Linked DNA regions of Mus musculus: region 2 is linked to region 1. A link is a contact called in public Hi-C data. All regions are on one chromosome and are shown on one strand. Each heading gives the region's core, a stretch centred on a gene start, on an enhancer-like site or on the middle of the called end of the contact. The rest is flanking DNA. Distances are from core to core; before and after follow the strand shown. Region 1 has its middle 36 kb from the start of Zcchc14. Region 2 overlaps Jph3 (junctophilin 3).

Evidence for each region. A called contact is a pair of places that touch in the nucleus more often than the background predicts.
Region 2: a Hi-C map of cerebral cortex shows a contact between it and region 1, with 3 times the contacts expected there. The contact joins two enhancer-like sites. A contact is called at or near these places in 4 of 484 Hi-C or Micro-C datasets (cerebral cortex, palatal mesenchyme, peritoneal macrophages and 1 more), 1 of 115 datasets of contacts at active chromatin or transcription factors (embryonic stem cells) and 1 of 9 other capture datasets (embryonic stem cells).

The regions. Positions count from the first base shown.
Region 1 is chr8:121,685,917-121,689,440 of GRCm38.p6, forward strand. No RefSeq gene overlaps it. Among named protein-coding and RNA genes, the nearest start is that of Zcchc14, 36 kb to the left of the region's middle. Within about 2 kb of position 2,160, at least 66 of the 459 cell types and tissues checked have an H3K27ac peak or open chromatin away from gene starts, as enhancers often do. A contact at or near this core is called in cerebral cortex, where this site is marked.
Region 2 is chr8:121,770,536-121,774,208 of GRCm38.p6, forward strand. All of the region lies in intron 2 of Jph3 (junctophilin 3), which reads left to right. Among named protein-coding and RNA genes, the nearest start is that of Jph3, 42 kb to the left of the region's middle. Within about 2 kb of position 1,431, at least 36 of the 459 cell types and tissues checked have an H3K27ac peak or open chromatin away from gene starts, as enhancers often do. A contact at or near this core is called in cerebral cortex, where this site is marked.

The DNA.
Region 1 (3,524 bases), core at 910-3,409:
CTGGCCGCAAGCTCCTTACCTAGCTGAAGGCTTGAATTCCTGATCCTTCTGCTTCTACTCATCCAAGTCCTGGGATTGCAGGTGTGGGCGACCACAGCTGATTTTTTTTTTTTTAAACTTACAAATCATCTTTGTGTATGTGTGCATGATAAGGCCTCAAAATCAATGACAAATGGCTGAGGTGCCTATAACACATCAAAGTGGACCTGGCTGCCAGATTCTCCCAGCATCCCTCAGTCCCTTCCTGTTATACCATTACACTAAACTCTCCAGCCCAGGAGCTGGGCTGCCCTTCCCTGTATAATCCAACCATTTTGGTTATCCGGGCCTTTTATGTATGATGATTCTCCTGGCCTCCTGGTCTCTGGCTCTTCTCTCTTCCTTCCCCTCCCCCCTCTCCTCACATGCTTTAGGGTCACATCCACTCTGGCCTCTCCCAGATGTTCCTGCCTCTGGCTATGTTCTCCCTTTTATCAACAATAAACTTTCTCCCCCAGCACACCTGGGGATGGTCGTGTCCTTCCTTTTCTGTTTCTTCTTTTCATTCAGAGGTCAGAGGACCACTGATGAGAGCTCTCTTCTACCGTGGAATCTGGGGATGGAACCCAGGTCATTGCGCTGGTGCAGCAAGGGCCATTGCTCACTGAGACATCTCCACGAATCCACTGTTGCCATTTTAAGAAAATGTTCCTGCTATTTGGAAAAGAAAAACTTGAGGGAAAACTCAGGAGTCTCTGGGATCCGCCAGCCATGTACACTCCCACCCACATCAAGGTCATCTCTGCCTTCTGGGTCTTCAGACTGCTTGGGCTAACAAGGGCGCTGTCACCAAGCTCACAACCAAGTGACAGCAGCAGTGTCAGAATCCCTTCTCAAGACAGACACACACACATACACAGACACACACACACACACACACACAGACACACACACACACACACAGACACACACACACACACAAACACAAAGCCTTGAGAGGATGGAGACTTCCTCAGCGATCAGTTATGAGTCGCTTATGACACTTGACATTTGACCTTCTCAGAGGTCAGGGCTCATGTAGCTACACTCAGCTGTCAAAGCAGAGACCAAGCTGTAAAGACCAGCAGTGATTGGCCTCCCCTAAGTATCTGAGGAAAACACAGGGCTTGCCTTTGTGTGTGTGTGTGTGTGTGTGTGTGTGTGTGTGTGTGCTTTGTCTGAATGTACATCTGTGTGCCACACTCATGCCTGGTGCCCACAGAGCCCAAAAGAGGTCATTGGATCCCCTGGAATTGGAGTTACTGATATTTGTGAATTACCATGTGGGTGCTGCAAATTGAGCCCAGGTCATTTGGAAGAACAGTTAGTGCTCTTAACCACTGAGCCGCCTCTCTAATCTCTTGCCTTTTTTATTTATTTATTTATTTATTTATTTATTTATTTATTAGATGGGGTCAAACTGTCTATTAGAGGATGACCTTCAACTTGTGGCCTTCCCCCCCTCCCCGCCCCCCGCCCCCGCAGTGCTAGGATGCAGGGTGTGCCACCACATCCCACATCCGTATGGTGCTGGGGATGGAACACAGGACGTTGTGCATGTTGAGCAAGTTCTCTACCCAGAGACCTTTTTTCCATCTTTTCTCTGAGCTGCTTCCTCCCTGCGCGCTCAGAACCCAGGCACGGAGCGGCTCTGCCCACCTCTCAGGGGCACGGGATGGGCTCTGCCCACCTCTCAGATCCCGAGCACTAGACTGCTCTGCCCATCTCTCTCTCGAACTGATTCTGCAGTTGCCCTATGACATCTGGAGCTTGTGCTGAGCCACAGAAAGGTCCTCCTTAGGAGGCCTGTAGAATACCTGGTCAGCATTTTATTCAGCCTCCAGGTTGAGCTGGTGCACCCTCACAGCGCTCCAGGCGGCCTCTTCTGATCTGCCAGCTGCATCCCTGAAAGCCAACTCTAGCTGCTTCAGGATAAAAAGGCCCAGCCGGCCAGGGCAGAGCCTGAGCCAATCTCCCAGGCTAGGATCTCATTTCCCCTTCCCTGTTGTGGCATTAGAACCTGCCAGCAGAGCCCACCTCACCCTGACCGATCTAGAAATTATTTTTAGAACCGAACTCCACAGAAACCATTGTCTGCTGTTGCCATGGCAACAGGGCTATGAGGAGCCCCAGGCTCCCAGGGACTGGTGGAGGCCTTGATGATGGTAGATTTCTACCCAGGAGGCCTGGGCTCATAGTTACCATCAGAGAGACCTGGGGTGGAACCCCTCCACCCCCACCTTCCAGCATTAAGGACCTGTTAGCTGCTGGACTTTGTTTAAATCTATTCATGAAGCTGTCTAGAACTGAATTAGGCTAATTTAGCACAGGAAACACAAGGGGCTAATTCAGCCAGGCGCGGTGGCTCACGCCTGTAATCAGAAGGCAGAAGCAGGTAGATCTCTGTCAGTCTAGCCCAGCCTACATAGTGAGTTTCAGGCCAGCAAGGGCTACACAGTGAGGCCCTGTCTGGGGGGGGAGGGGCTGGGGAGGGGGGAGGGAAGAGGCAAATTCACAGTCATCGTGTCTTGATGGGGACAGTGAAGCACTATCATGTCAGCAAAGCCCCATGCAGCTGCAACTGCTGCTCAAACAGGAAGGACAGGAGATCATGCAAACCCGGATGAGACCAGTATGTTGGACCAAGATGGCTGCTAACTGCTCTCTGCTTCATTAAAGAGCCTCCCCATCTCCCTCCGCATGATCTGCCTCACCCACTAACCTTCTCCCATCCCCCATTTGAGGACAGAAAAGACAGTAACCCCTCCCCCAGCTTAAGTCATGGAAAACCTCCCCTCTGCTAAAGCTGTCAGAGGTCCCAGCAAGGCGACTTCCCCAGAAGTCGCTTCTCAGTTCTTCAGAGTGTGTGTCTCTGATGGCAAGGAAACCTGCCTACAGGAGGCAGAGGTCTCAGGCAGGCTGCTCACCTCTAAGACCCGCCCCACCCCCCAGCAGTCACCACAAGAGCAGGACCTGCTGCCTGACTGGAGAACCCAGATCTGCCTCCTCACCCCACAAGATTCCTTAGACAACCGGCCAGGAAGCTGGGGGTTAATTTTCAGATTCAATCCAGTTTGTGCGAACCAGTGACCCAGCCTCAGAAAAGAAGACAGGCGGTCGCCCCCCACAATCATATCACACCCTGCTAACAAGAGTGGCTAGAAGCAGAAGACTCACGAATGTCATGTTAGAAGGCAGGGATCCTCTCAGTGAAGGGAAACCCACAGCCTCTGGCATCTGCATGCCCTCTGTGCTTGTGAGTAGATGGGTGTGTAAGGGAGAAAGCCACAGGACATTTGCTCATGCGCTAGGAGCTGGGGGGGGGGGTAGGTGTGCTGCTAATGTACCCACAAATGCAACCACCCAGAGCAACACACAACCATCACCTCAGTGCCTCTTAGGGTCCAGCTCAGCTTGTACAGGGTCTGCTGTTCATGGAGACTTGGCTGTCAGAGCATCTGCTTTCCAGTTTACCAGGGCTGCCGGCAGAGCTCACTTCCTGCAGC
Region 2 (3,673 bases), core at 181-2,680, 84 kb after region 1:
ATAAAGGTGAGATGGGGACTCCAGAAGGGTTGGCAGGAAAGGGCTTCAGAGGTGGCGGGATTGGTGTCAGGCCTGTGCCCAGCAAGGCATGTCTTACAGGTAAGCCAGCTGACATTGTGAGTACATTTGACCCCCAGACAGGTCCCCACCTCTCACCTTGGTGCCCAGGCTCCACCTGGTCCCACTGAGCTCCTGGGGGGCTGCTGGGGTCCCACTGATGGAGGAGGTCAACTTCCTCTTTGCCCTCTGCCCCATGGAAATCTGGGTTCTGGTAGCCAGGTAGTGCCATAGCAGACATGCACGCACACACACACACACACACACACACACACACACACACACCCCACCCCACCCCAGTGTCGAGGCCCAGTGTCGAGGCCCAGGGTAGAGGAGAGCAGGGTCGTCATACACGATCCCCTTGGTCCATCCCTGAGGCCAGGCAGCCACGCTTGAGACTCCATGGATGAGGCCTCCCTATGTGCCTCTGGTATTGCTTCATCATGCCCAGTTCAGAGTTTCTGCCTGTGAACATGCCCTCTGTTGTGGGGTCAGGAGGCCCCTGCAGACACCCTCTTCCTCCTTTCACCGAGTACAGCAGAGTTGCCCCCAGATCGGATTTAAGATGGGCATTGAAAAGGCAAAGCAGAGGCTTCAGGTTACTGTGTCTGCCCACACGTGTGAGGGCCTCAGTGTACACGTTAGCCCATGTCTGACCTGTCCCCCTGGGCTCCTGTGGTTAGGGCCCGCCTGGCCACCCCTGGGAAAAGACCCTGAGCCCAGCCTGGTGGCCAGGCTGCCCTGTTCAGTGGGTCTCTAGGCTGTTCCTCGTACAGTTTGCGTGGTTGGCCTGCTATTCCTGGGCACGGGGGTGGGCTGTAGGGTGAGGGAAAAGAGGGGGTGCTGGATCTAAAGATAGATAGGAGGCCTGAAGGTGAGGGGAGGCGCCGGAAGGAGGGTGAAAGAATGCTTAAAAATCGACCTGCCTTTGCTTTTCCTGAGCTCCTAGAGCACTGGGGTTGTCATGACAACCGAGATGCATCCTCTCTATCCTCCCCACCCCCACCCCACCCCCCTCCCCCAAACACACACACATAGAATCTGGATGGTGTGGGTGGAGCCTTTTCTCTGACTGGCCAAGAGCTCTCTGACGGGGCAGACTCAGCACTGGAGGGAGATGAGCCTCAGCCCGGCTTCCCCTCATAAACAACTGTTTCCCCACTTGTGATGTGGGGTGGCCTGAGGTTATGACAGTATTCTGAGCAGAACTCTGCCCACAGGGGAACCCAACTGCCATTCCTGCCAGGAAAACCGTACCCTTCTCTCGTTGGACTGCCTGGTTTTCTAAAATTGGCTTTCTAACCCCCACCTCCAGAGTCAGCCCTGGTGTTCCCCTCAGCGGTGGTGAGTTGGTGAGGTGGCGTTCCAGCTACCACAGAGGTGACCACAGGAGGAGGCACTAACACAGGGAAAAGAGAGGCCGTTGGGAACATGGCTTTCAGATGGTGGCATTTAGCTGATGCAGACCTCGGTGCTGCTCATTGACTGGCTCCGTTTGGGGAACAGGAAAGTGGGACTCTGCCTCACACCTCCGAGGTGAGCTCCAGGTGTGCAGTCAGGGGCTGATTCCTTACTACATGGAGCACGACTGTGCGCTCTCACAGACTCAACGCTTGGGAGGCTGAGGCAGGGCTGCAAAGTTTAGACCAGCAAGATCCTCTCCACAAAGCAAGATTCTGGTTCAAAAGTGCAAGGGCTAAGACACAGCTCTCCAGTGAGTGCGTGCTTACATGTGCAAAGCAACCTGAACCCTGCAAGACAGTCAGCTTACTACGCTGCACTAAGCCCTGGGTTCAGTCTCCAGCACTGTGTAAATCCGGGTGGAGGCATTGGAGGGATGGCTCCCTGTCACAGGGACCAGAGTTCAGATTCCAGCATCCATGTTGAGTGGCACGCAGACACTTGGAACTACAGCTCCAGGAGGTCTAGCATCCTCTTCTGGTCCCCATAGGCTCTTTCATGTATGTGCACATAGACACATAGACAAACACCCATTATTAACGATGATGCTAAGGACTGGAGGGATGGCTCAGTGGTTAAGAGCACTGACTGCTCGGATTCCGGAGGTCCTGAGTTCAAATCCCAGCAACCACCTGTAATGGGATCTGATGCCCTCTTCTGGTGTGTCTGAAGACAGCCACAGTGTACTTATAGACATAAAATACATTTTTAAAATTTTTAAAATGATCTGGTACCCAGGGTTGACTTTTAAAAAATGATTATTAATAATTATTATAATATTTATATAAAATATATTAGGTATAATAATTTTAAAATAATGGTTATTAATTATAGTAATATTTATGTAATATATTATGTATAATAATTGTTACTATTGTAACTACAGGCATGGTGACACATGACTGTCAGCCTAGCACTTAGGAGGAAGACTGACGATCATTTGTTCAGGTCATCCTCGGTTACATACTAAGCTGGAGGCCAGCCCAAGCTACACGAGACCCTGCCTCAAAAATAATAAAAAGGCAAAACAAAAAGAGAAATGCAATTAAAGCTACGTTGGGATGATACTGCCCTGCTTGCCAGCCTGGGAGAGATGGGTGAGCTCTCCCAACCCGCTGTGCAGGAGAGCCGTGGACAGGTCTCCCAGGAGAGCTCTCATCATGTCCAGTACGGCACAGGTCTTAGCTAGGAGGTCACATTTCTAGAAATGGATCCCCAAAACAGATTTGAAATGCAAAAGTCAAATGTGATCAGCAGATCACCGTTGGGCAGGAAATGACACGTGGCCACATTCCGCTCGAGGTACTCAGTGAGCAGAACCAGGAAGTTCTGCCAGTCCACGAACGTGACACAGATTCCAAAGTGTGGTGTTAAGTTTAAGGGGAAAAGCCGGGAGTGGTGGTGCACGCCTTTAATCCCAGCACTTGGGAGGCAGAGGCAGACAGATTTCTGAGTTCGAGGCCAACCTGGTCTACAAAGTGAGTTCCAGGACAGCCAGGGCTACACAGAGAAACCCTGTGTCAAAAAACAAAACCAAAAAAAAAAGTTTAAGGGGAAAAAAGCCAGAAGTGAGGTGGACCATGTGATGTGGCTTCTAGATTAGTGTCCCATGTCTGATGTGTGGGAACTGTAGCGCTCTGGCTAGCTGTGATACTGTGATGAAAATGCCCTAGATTTCAGACTTTATTGGGTTTTAGTGTATTTGCACATCCACAGTGAGGTTTCTTGGAGCTGTTCAGGAGGCTGAGGCAGGAGGATTGTGAATTCCACACTGGCTTGGGGTACCTAGTGAGACCCCGCCTCCAGAAGAGAAAGTGATCCTTCGAAGACAGAAGTGAAATGTTCACTTGCATCTCAAGTGTGCCGTCTCGATGGCCCCAGAGTGATCTCACGCATTAGTGTGTCTGCATTGGGGCCTGGACGTGCTTCTTGGCCACTGTGCCAGCCTCCCACTGACCCTTCTCACTGGGCAGGCCCTGTCCTGTGCGCAGGCTCCAGTGTCTGTCTGTGTCCATTGGGCATATTTGTCCGATGGGCACTGCTCCCAGAGGGCACCAGTGACTCAGACAGAGCAGAGATGTGGGATATTTGTTCCCTCGCCACGTGTGCCTGCTTGCAGTGACAGCTTTTTATAAAGCTTCGTTCTTTTATAGCA